Regions from separate parts of the Canis lupus genome. Here region 2 is linked to region 1. A link is a contact called in public Hi-C data. All regions are on one chromosome and are shown on one strand. Each heading gives the region's core, a stretch centred on a gene start, on an enhancer-like site or on the middle of the called end of the contact. The rest is flanking DNA. Distances are from core to core; before and after follow the strand shown.

The links. A called contact is a pair of places that touch in the nucleus more often than the background predicts.
Region 2: a contact with region 1 is called in a Hi-C map of blood, with 1.7 times the contacts expected there. The contact joins the enhancer-like site here to the promoter of CEP85L in region 1. A contact is called at or near these places in 2 of 9 Hi-C or Micro-C datasets (amygdala and blood).

What each region holds. Positions count from the first base shown.
Region 1 is chr1:59,196,892-59,201,745 of UU_Cfam_GSD_1.0, reverse strand. It overlaps CEP85L (centrosomal protein of 85 kDa-like), which reads left to right and starts at 1,758. Exons shown (of 13, transcript XM_038526648.1): 1 at 1,758-1,845. The coding sequence starts at 1,773.
Region 2 is chr1:59,313,567-59,318,869 of UU_Cfam_GSD_1.0, reverse strand. All of the region lies in intron 12 of MCM9 (DNA helicase MCM9), which reads left to right. Among named protein-coding and RNA genes, the nearest start is that of ASF1A, 63 kb to the left of the region's middle. Within about 2 kb of position 1,494, at least 1 of the 20 cell types and tissues checked has an H3K27ac peak or open chromatin away from gene starts, as enhancers often do. A contact at or near this core is called in blood, where this site is marked.

The sequences.
Region 1 (4,854 bases), core at 509-3,008:
AAGGAATCACATCCTTCCATGTTTCTGTCCCCATCTATCCTCAGAAAAAAGCTGACCCGTTGGACCAACTGCTCATGATTTGGAGAAATAAATGGAACTCTACCGGTGGGAGACTGCAATCAGATGAATTATAACACAGATGTGGTAAGCAAGAGACTACACAACTAAATGTAACTTAACCTCCAAAAGTTTTAAGCAGTATTTCCCAACTGCAGAGTGTTTAAGTAGAAATAGGAGACCTTTGTTAGCAAACTTCCAGAACAGGAAGAAGCATCGCTGAACCCAAAGTCTTGTGGAGGGTAGGGACTTGCTTTTTAGTTTATCTCTGATTCTTGTGCCAGGTGTGGAACCCGCCTTCTTCTACAGCGCTCCACCAATATCTATACCCCCCCCCCTTTTTAAAAAGATTTTTAATTTATTTATTCATGAGAGGCACACAGAGAGAGAGGCAGAGACACAGGCAGAGGGAGAAGCAGGCTCCATGCAGGGAGCCCCGCGCGGGATTCGATCCCAGGACCCAGGATCACGTCCCGGGCTGAAGGTGGTGCTAAACCGCTGAGCCACCCGGGGATCCCTCCACCAATATTTATTAAATGAACTCTTTTGTATCGAAATGTCACGAGGATCCTAATACTGCCAATGAAAGGTAAGATCTAAGAAGAGGGCGCTGCACCCTTTGCCCTCCCCCAGGATACTCTTAGGAGCAACGTCAAGCTGTAGGTGTAGGGTGTGAAGAAGTTGCTTTGGTGCCATTTTGACTCCTTCCTCTCTGCTTATCTGAACCCCCCGGCTACTAGATTTTAATGCACGGCCCCGCCCTGAACACTCTGTTCTTTTTCTGCTTTTTCCTGCGCACATTCGTGCACGGTAGCTGTCTGCAACCTGCCCCCCCGCCCCGCCCCCATACAGCTCGCCATTGAATTTGAGAATTCCGGAAAAAAAAAAAAAAAAGACTTATTTTCTATCCCCCAAAGTCATCTCTCAACGATGTTTCTGCAGAGCATGAGGACTTTAATCCCAACCCCAAATGAGACGGGGAGGGAGTCCCTCACGCCCTCCCGGGCTGGCCTTTCACCTCCAGCAGTCAGGCTGCGGAGACGGGTGTCCACGTCTCCCTCCCAGGTGAGGGCCGGAGGGATTGCGCAGGGGGGCGGTATCGAGAGAGGCAGCCCCGGGCCCCGGTTCCTCGCACCCCCTCCTCGCGGCCTGCGGAGCGCGAGGACGCGGGGGGAGGGCGACCGCCAGGCCACCCCGCAGCAGGCGCCGGCCGCCCCGCGCCGCAGCCCCGCCCCGCGCCGCGCCGCGCACGCCTTATGTAAGCGCCCGAGGCCCCGCCCCCGCCAGGCCCCGCCCCGCCAAGCCCCGCCCCGCCAGGCCCCGCCCCCGCCAGGCCCCGCCCCCGCCGGCCCGGCTCGGGCTCCGGCTCTGCCGGCGCAGGGGGCGGAGAGAAGCCGCAGCTGCAACTTCGCCTGGCGGTTCGGAGCCCAGCGTCGGCTCAGCCGCGCACCCGGCCGCCGCCGCCGCCTCCCCGGCCCGGGCCTCTCAGCCCCGCGGGCTCGGCCATGGCAGCCGCCGCCGCCGCCGCGGCGAATCCGGCCCCTGCGCTCCCCGCCCGGCGCTGAGCGGCCGTTGCCCGGCGCGTCCCCCGCCCTCCCGCTCCCGCCGCGGCCGCGGGCTCCGCGCAAGTTTCCGCCGCCGAAGCAGCCGCGGGCGAAGGAAGGCGCGGGAGGACGGACGCGGGGAGTCGTGCGCCCCCGGCCGCCCCGGCCGCGATGTGGGGGCGCCTCCTGGCCCCGGAGGCCGGCGGCCGGGACAGCCCCGGCGGAGCCCGCAGCCTCCCTGCGGGTGAGTAACGGGACCGCCCCGGCGGGCGTGGGCGCCGCGGCCTCCCCCCCCCCCACCCCACCCCACCCGGGGGCCTCGGGACGCGCCGCCGCCCGCCCCCCGGCCTCCCCGGCCGCCTCCCCGGGCCCCGCGGGCTGACATCTGGCGCCGCCCGCCCCGCCCGCCCCGCCGCGCGCGGCCCCGCGTCCCGCCCTCCCGGCTCCCCGGGCCGCGGCCCCCGCGCCCCGACCGCAGCCTGGCCCGGGCCTCCGCCGGCCGCGCTTTGTTGTCCGGCCTCCTCCCTGCCCCCGTGGGCCGTGCGGCCGACGTGGATGGCGGGGCTCGCGGGGGCCCGGGCGGGGAGGCGGCGGCGGCGGCGGCGGCCCGGGAGGCCCGGGGTCGGCTGCGCCCACGCCCGCAGCTGCTGCCGGGGCGCGGGGGGCGGGAGGAGGCCCGGGGGGCGCCGTGCCCTCCGCGGGGGAGCCCGGGGACTCGAGCCCCGCGGGGAGAGCGGGTCACCCCCTGCAGCGCGCCCCGGCGTCCGCGGAGGACACGTGCGGCGGGAGCCCGTCCGCCCCGGGGGGGGGGGGGGGCCGGGGTCGCGCGTTCCCTGTGCGCGGGGAGCGGCGCATCCCGCAGCCACGTCCCGCCCGCATCTGCCCCCGAGTTGTGTAGCAGCCACAAAATTAGGGTAAATAGCCCCCCCCCCGCGCCGCCCCAATTCGAGATTTTTTTTTTTTAAATAAGGGTTGGGTTGGCCTGTGACAAGTTACTTGACACTGACGGTTCCTCCAGGCCCTTTGGATCTTGAGCCCTTTTCGAGAAGCTGAAAGTTATATAGGCCTTTTATGGGGGGGGGGGGATTGCCATAAATACGGACCCCAAATTTTTCCTACAATTTTAGGTGGTTCTGGACCCCCTAAATAACCTTGTTCCGCAAAATGTTTGAGTTCCACCTGCCCCTGGCATTTTGTAGACATTACAAGCTATTTGCAAAAAAAAAAAAAAAAAAAAAGGTAGAAGCAGTATTCGGAAGTGTGATTTTTTTTTCTTTTTTTTCTTTTTGCTAGTACTTCCTGCTATTTGAAATTTATCAGGCTCAGTTACTATTAACATTTCAAATAAGGAAGGTAATTAGGTTACAGTCTAGAAATTTGCGATGTGGTTTTTTTTTTTTTAAGGCATGTATAATTTCACCAGTTATTGGGGGGATGTAATTGACAAGTAGAAATTGTACGTATATTTCAGGTGTACAACTTGATGTTGATATATTTCAGGTATATATATATATATATATAGTGAAATGATCTCCGCAATCAGGTTAGCTAATCTATTCATTACCTCATAGAGTTACCATATGTTTGTGTGAGTGGTAAGAACGCTTAAGATCTACTCTCGGCAGATTTCAGGCATATAGTACAGTATTGTTGGCTGTAGTGATCTGTACTATCCTTTTAAATGGAGACATATGTAAATTTTAAAATCCAGAGTTAGATTTAAAATATTTCTTTTAAATTTGGCCCTGCAGCACTTTTAGAAATAATGGAATTTAATAAAAAAAATGTGAGTGGGAATTATTTCTGATAAGATGTATATTACTTGTCCCAAGAAGGGAAGACCCCAGTTAAGAGGTTTCTGATGCTTACTGAGTATTTGAGATCCTGCAATCAAAGTAACTTCAGTAAATGAGAAGACACTTCATTATCCCTAGGGGTTGGAGGGAGTGGTTTCAATTTACCTGTACATGTCAAAAGCCATCTGTAATATCTTTGTAACCTAACCTCTTAAAATAGATTTGTAATAATATGTTTGGAGATATAATATCACCCAATCATTGTGTCCATTCTTCCATTGTTTTCCATGAGGAAGAAAAACATCACAGTGCTTAGAAGTTACTGAAGGAAGGACTTTGAGGTTGTATTGCAGCTTCTATACCTTCACTGTAGCAAAGATTATAGTAGGAAATACTTTATAAACAGTACCCAAGTTGGAGGAATTTGGACAGGATATCTTTACAAAGCATATATTTTGCCTCAGTTTTGACAGTGATAAACCATTGGTAAGTCAGGACATGCCTTTCCAATAATTTTTTTTTTCATCTCTATGCTGAGTGGATTACTTTTAGTAATAGTGATGTAATTATTTGAGAGGGAAAGAGACAGAGACAGCGAGAGAGCACAAGTGGGGAGGAGATGGAGAAGGAGGGTCTCTGCTGAGCTGGGAGCCCGACTCCTGGACTGATCCCAGGACCCTGGGACCATGACTTGAGCGGAAGGCAGCTGCTCAGCCAACTGAGCCACTCAGGCACCCCCATGAGCGAATAAGTATTTAAAATTTAAAATTATTTTCTTTTTTTTTAAAGATTGTATTTATTTATTCATTTTATGTATATATATATATATATATAGAGAGAGAGAGAGAGAGAAGCAGAGACAGAGACAGAGACACAGGCAGAGGGAGAAGCAGGCTCCATGCCAGGAGCCTGATGCGGGACTCGATCCTGGGTCTCCAGGATCGCACTCTTGGCCAAAGGCAGGCGCCAAACCGCTGAGCCACCCAGGGATCCCCTAAAATTACTTTCTAGTTTATGAAGTTATCCCATAGATGAAAAACTTAAGTGTAGTTTTTCTTACAACTGGGCAGATGGTGAAGGTCAAGACAATGACCTCTGTTGATTTATATGGGGATTTATTTTCCTTTTAGAGAATTTGAAAATTTATGTTTGAATAATGTTCAGTATATCTTTTGACTAAATTGAGTGATTTTAGAGCTTTTCTGAAAACAAAGACTGTCTTCTGATTGAATTTATCAGCAATTATTTTTGGTCCTGAGGGCCAGTGCGAAGACCAGGGATAAGTAAATAATTTCTAGTATTGAAATGAGTTTATTTCAATATGTGGGTTAATTCTAGGTATCCTAAAACTGATTTGTTTATACAAATGTGTAACTAGACTAAGGAGAAAATGAAAGGTATAGAATCAACTGAAAATTCTGAAGGGAACTTTTTTAAGTAATGGCAGTAAAAACAAA
Region 2 (5,303 bases), core at 245-2,744, 120 kb before region 1:
CCAAAATGCTACAATAAACTAAATTTCAAAGAAACTTTGACCACGAATTAAATTCATAGCAGTTGAAATTTTCCTGAATTGGTTTTAAGCACTTGTTTACCCTGATGAAATTTTAATCACAGCACAGCAGGATCAATCAATATTAGTACTTACTTTTCAAAACATATTTAATACATGACACTTGATTTTCACATCCATACTATTCATAATTCAGGTGACATCCACTGTGATTCTCCACAAATAGGAGAAAAGCTCAGACATTTAAGTAGTTTCTTTTAAAGAAGAGATGTGTGTTTCTTTTTTTTAGAGTGTTCTTTTTAAGTCTATTTATTTCGGTAATCTGTACACCCAACATGGGGCTTGAACTCACAACTCCGAGATCAACAGTCGCATGCTCTCAACTGAGCCAGCCAGGTGCCTCTAAGTAATTTTTTTTTTTTAAAGAATGTCTTTAACATACACTATTTGAAAAATCAGGTTCTAGAACATACTTCTCAACTCCCCTCACTTTTTATTGCTCCATTAAAAATATCTACTGATAAAGGGTAAAAGTTATCTATTTAGATTGCTTACTATTTGCTAATTATTCCTGAAGCACTTCTCAATATTTAGATGATAGTAGTATTAACTCATTTAATCCTCCCAGCAATCTCTAACATTGGTAGTATTGTTATTCTCACTTTATAAATTAGGTAACTGTAGCCTAGAGATACTAAATAACCTGACCAAAGTTACATTATTAGTGTCAGTCTAAATAAAAAGGTAAACTGAGGCAAGCTTGAATTACCAGAAACCTAGTTTACTTGGGAATAGCAGAGAAATTGCAATTTGGAAAACACATGCTATTGCAAGTCATGGGGAATCTGATGAGGGCTTGGGATGACCTGTATGTATGGGCAAGGAGTCCAAAGATGGGGTCATCCAGCCAGGGTTCAAAAAGTAAGGTCATTGGCTTGAGGATGAGGAGAGACTCCTGGCAGATGTTCCCTGGTCAGAAGGTAAAGCTGTGTCTTGCATTTCCAGGAAATTAGGCTCTCTGTTCTTAAGTTCCGTTCTTCAGAGGCACTTGAATGATATTCTCCATTTCATATCCTCCTTTCTGCTTTAGACTGAAGTCCTCCCACCATAGTTAGTGATGTTAATTCCTACAGTGAGAGAGGAAAGTATCACCCAGAAGAAAGTCCTCACTTTGCCCCTTCTGGACACGGCCCAGCACCCTCCCCAGGCCCCTGCCTTCCTGTATCATTTCCCCATTGGTTCAAAAAAACAAAACAAGAACACCTCGCTTGACTCTATTTCCCTCACTGTGTCTGTGTTTCCCTCAGAGTTGTCTGTGCCCTGTCTCCAGTTCTTATCCCCACTGCAGAGCCCACCCCGTGGCATTTTTGGCCTCACCACTGCGTCCAAGCAGCCTTATCAAGGTGACCTTCAGTGCTCATTCTCTGGCCTGATCTCAACTTGATTTGATGGAACTGATGACTCTCCCCTCCCTGAAATCTTTCATCACTCGTCCTCCAGGACAGCACATGCCTGTGGTTTTCTTACTGACCTCTTCCGGCCTCCTCGGTCTTTATGCAACTTCTCTAGTTTCTCCTCTTCCCACAGACCTTTAATGTTTGAGTGGCCCAGGGCTCTTTTCTATCCCCGTTATTTTCATGGAATCTTGGGGCTCTCAGAGCCTACCTCTTGGCTGATGATGCCCTTTCCTGGGCTCCAGATGCCAGTAGCAAACTCCTATCCAATATATCTGCTTGGTTATCTAAAGGACATCTGGACCTCAACGTATTCCAAATTACACTCCTGATCTTGTCTCCCCCCCCCCCCAGATTTGTTCCTTTCCCAGATTGTCCATCTTGGTAAATTAAATGGATATTCTATCCTTCCAATGTTTGGGTCAACCATTTGAATTGTCCTTCACAATTTACTTTCTCCTGTATCTCACACCCCATCTCTCAGCAAATCCAAAGAGCTATTAAAAATATATCCAGAATCTAGACACTTCTCACCAAATTTGCTATCCCCCCCAATTCAAACCACCACTCTTTCTTAACCTTACCACCCTCCTTGACTCCCTACAGGCTGTTCTCAGCACAATAATCAAAGTGATGCTGTTAATGAAGTCAGGTCATGATAACTTTTACGCTAGACGCCCCCTGGAGGGCTCCCCACCCATTCCAGGTAAAAGCCAAAAAGTCCTTATAATAAAGACCTCTAAAGCCCTACACATTTGGCCACATGCTACCACCTGCTACCACCAGCCTTGCTGTTACTGTAGTTCTCCAGACATGAACCAGCCTCCGGGCCTTTTCCCTTACTGTTCTATCTATGCTTTGCTCATCCCCTGAAGGTGGTCACACTCACCTTCTTCAAGATTTTGTTCGACGTCACTTCAGTGAAGCCTACTATAACCTATTCAAATTGCAAAACATTCCTCCCCCGTTTCCCAATTTTCCATAGCATTTTCATCACCTTTAACCCACTGCTGTGTCCCCAGTATTTTAGCAGAGTGCCGGGCACATAGTGGATGTTGAATACATACTGAATGAGACATTTAAGACATTTGAGAGAAGAATGACCATCTAACCTACATTTCCACGTTCCTGCCTCTCTTTTTTTCCCTCCCCAGTGTTTGTTCACTAGTGTTGACTGTACATGAGAAGCTGCCTTCACCTTAGAGCCGGGAGACCTGGAGGTAGTTAGGCACGACTTAGGGAAAGCACCTGACAAAAATAGAATGTATTTTATTACAAAGGTCAATTTTGAGGTGTTTAAAAACATTTTCTTAACTGATCTCATTATCACATCTAAGGGACATATGTAGTACATGTCACTGCACTAACCACACTTAGTAGTCAGCTTGCATAATTATGAGAAACAGTTTTCAGAAAATACTCTGTTGATCCTAGAAAATTGCCCTGCCTCTCAAATGCACATTGACTTAGGATTCCAGGACCAAAAGCTGAACAGAAAAACATATGTGGAGGTGGAAGCATAATGGGCAGCAGGCTGCCCACCTCCCCCGTGTTCTGTCCTCGTGAGAGCTCTTAAGATCCTAAGGTTGGTGTTAGTTCATGGAGAGACCCCTTCTGGGTATGGGCTTGCTGGCATTTTTGTACGGGATGCTGGAAGACCATGTGGCCAGAGCTGCCAGGTCCTGACTACTAGGTCCCCTCCTCACTGCAAGGCCTGGTGTCACCACACCCTACGTGTTTCGCACCCCCAACCAATTCTAACTTCCTTTGCCAGTAGGAGGAACTTGGGAGTCTTTGGGTCAGATAAGAATCTCTGTGCATTAAAGGCAACTCATATTCACCCCAAAGATATTGGTGTCCTACCCAGGCTAGATTACAGAAGAAATCCCAAGACTCAGATCTCCATTGTCATTTCAAAACAAACCAAAACAAAAACAAGCCAGCCAAATACAGATTTAGACCTGATAAAGGGGATTAAGAGTACACTTACGATGAATACTGAGTAGTATATAGAATTGTTAAATCACTATACTGTATACTGTACTCTAACACTGCAGGTTAACTATATTGGATATATTTTTTTTTAATTAGACCTGAGAAATTTCATAAGCAGGTGAACTGAGTCTGGTTTTCTTGTCTCTCTCTGGAGCAAGAGCCATATATGTGCACTGCAGGAATGTCGATGGGTCCCACCCAATGATGTGTATGGACTGCTGTCTTCTCTAGCGCAGAGAGACTTGAGAACATACACAATTGTGAATGCGTGTGTCTCTATGAGATTAGATAGATAGATAATTTATTTAGTTCTCACAGGAACTCTGTGAGAAAAGTATCATTAACCCTGTTTACAGGTGGAAACATGATCAGAGGGACTAAGCTAATTTTTCATGAGCCTACAACCAACTGGTGGTGTCTGGTTGGGGAGGAACTATTTGATTTCAAAGCCAGTGCACTGTCAGCTATACCAGGACAGCTCCCACAAGAGATGTGACTGTATCAGGGCCAGGCCAAAGTCATCTCCCATTGAGTCGTTGTGTGCTTCCAGAAAGAAAAGCCCTTTCCTTATGGTCCCTAACCTGTGACAATAGTGCCAGGTTAATGGCAGGTCTCCTTTTCTCCCCGGGCCCACATTGCGAACCCCCAATGGCTTGGCCTTGGCTCAGCTCATCGAGAGTCGCAGCAATGCTGCAAGGTGGCCGCCCAGTGCCACTCCCAGCGAGGCCATTCACAGCGTATTGGACTGCGGGCATCGTCCACCTATGGACAGCAAGGCGTGGCCCTGCCAAAGTTGCCTTTTTATTTTCATCGAATGTGCACAAATACTTTTTTGTCCATGGAGAAATTCTCCCCATTAAAAAAAGTTTTCAATTGCTGGGCCCTGGACGACCATCCTGGAGGAGGGGGTTGCTTGTTGGTTTCCTGCACTTGCTTGCTTTGGACTGACGGACAATTGCTCTAACGAGCCCATGGCCGGGATGGAAGGGAATCTAGGTCAGCTTGTTCTTTCTGCGGCTCACACCACTAGGGGGCATGAAGCTTCTCTGATAGAAGAACTGAAAAGGCTGGAACGCGTAAATTGTCCAGCAAAAGCTGGAGGCTTGCTGCATTCAACTGTCATGATGAAAACATTTCTTCCAAAACCAGTCTCATTTGGGCACCTCCAGCAGACACACAGGCCAACCGAGGAGTGGGCCTGGAGAATGGTGAGGGTGCCACAAGGGGCATGCCATTTGGTCATTACAGAAAACCTGCTCCCTCTTCTGAAGGCTCTGAAAATGCCTAAAGAGCAGGATGTAACTGAGCTTTGAAACCCTGTGAGCCATGACATCAGAGTCCATTTCATAAAAGCCTATAATCTGAAAGAATATGCATTTAATAATGTCATTTCTTTGGGAGGTGGGGGGCAAGCAGTCAGATTCCAATTCTACACGATCCTCAGAAAGATTTCACTAATCAGAAGCTTTAAAAAATTCCCAGAATTTCACACAAGAAATAGCCTGCATACATTTTATTGAGATATAATTGACATATAATGTTGTATAAGTTTAAAATGTGTAGCATGCTGGTTGGATAATTTATATATTGCAATAAGATTACCACCCTAACTCTAGCTAACACCCCCATCATGTCATATAATTATCATTTATTTTTTACGAGAGCAATTAGGATCTAGTCTCTTAGCAACTTTCAAGATATAATACAGTGTTATTAACTATAATCACCATGCTGTGCATTCGATCTCCAGAATTTATTCATCTTCTAGCTACAAGTTTGTACCTTTTGACCAACATCTCTCCAGTTCAGTCAGCCCCCCAGCCCCTGTTTTACCAC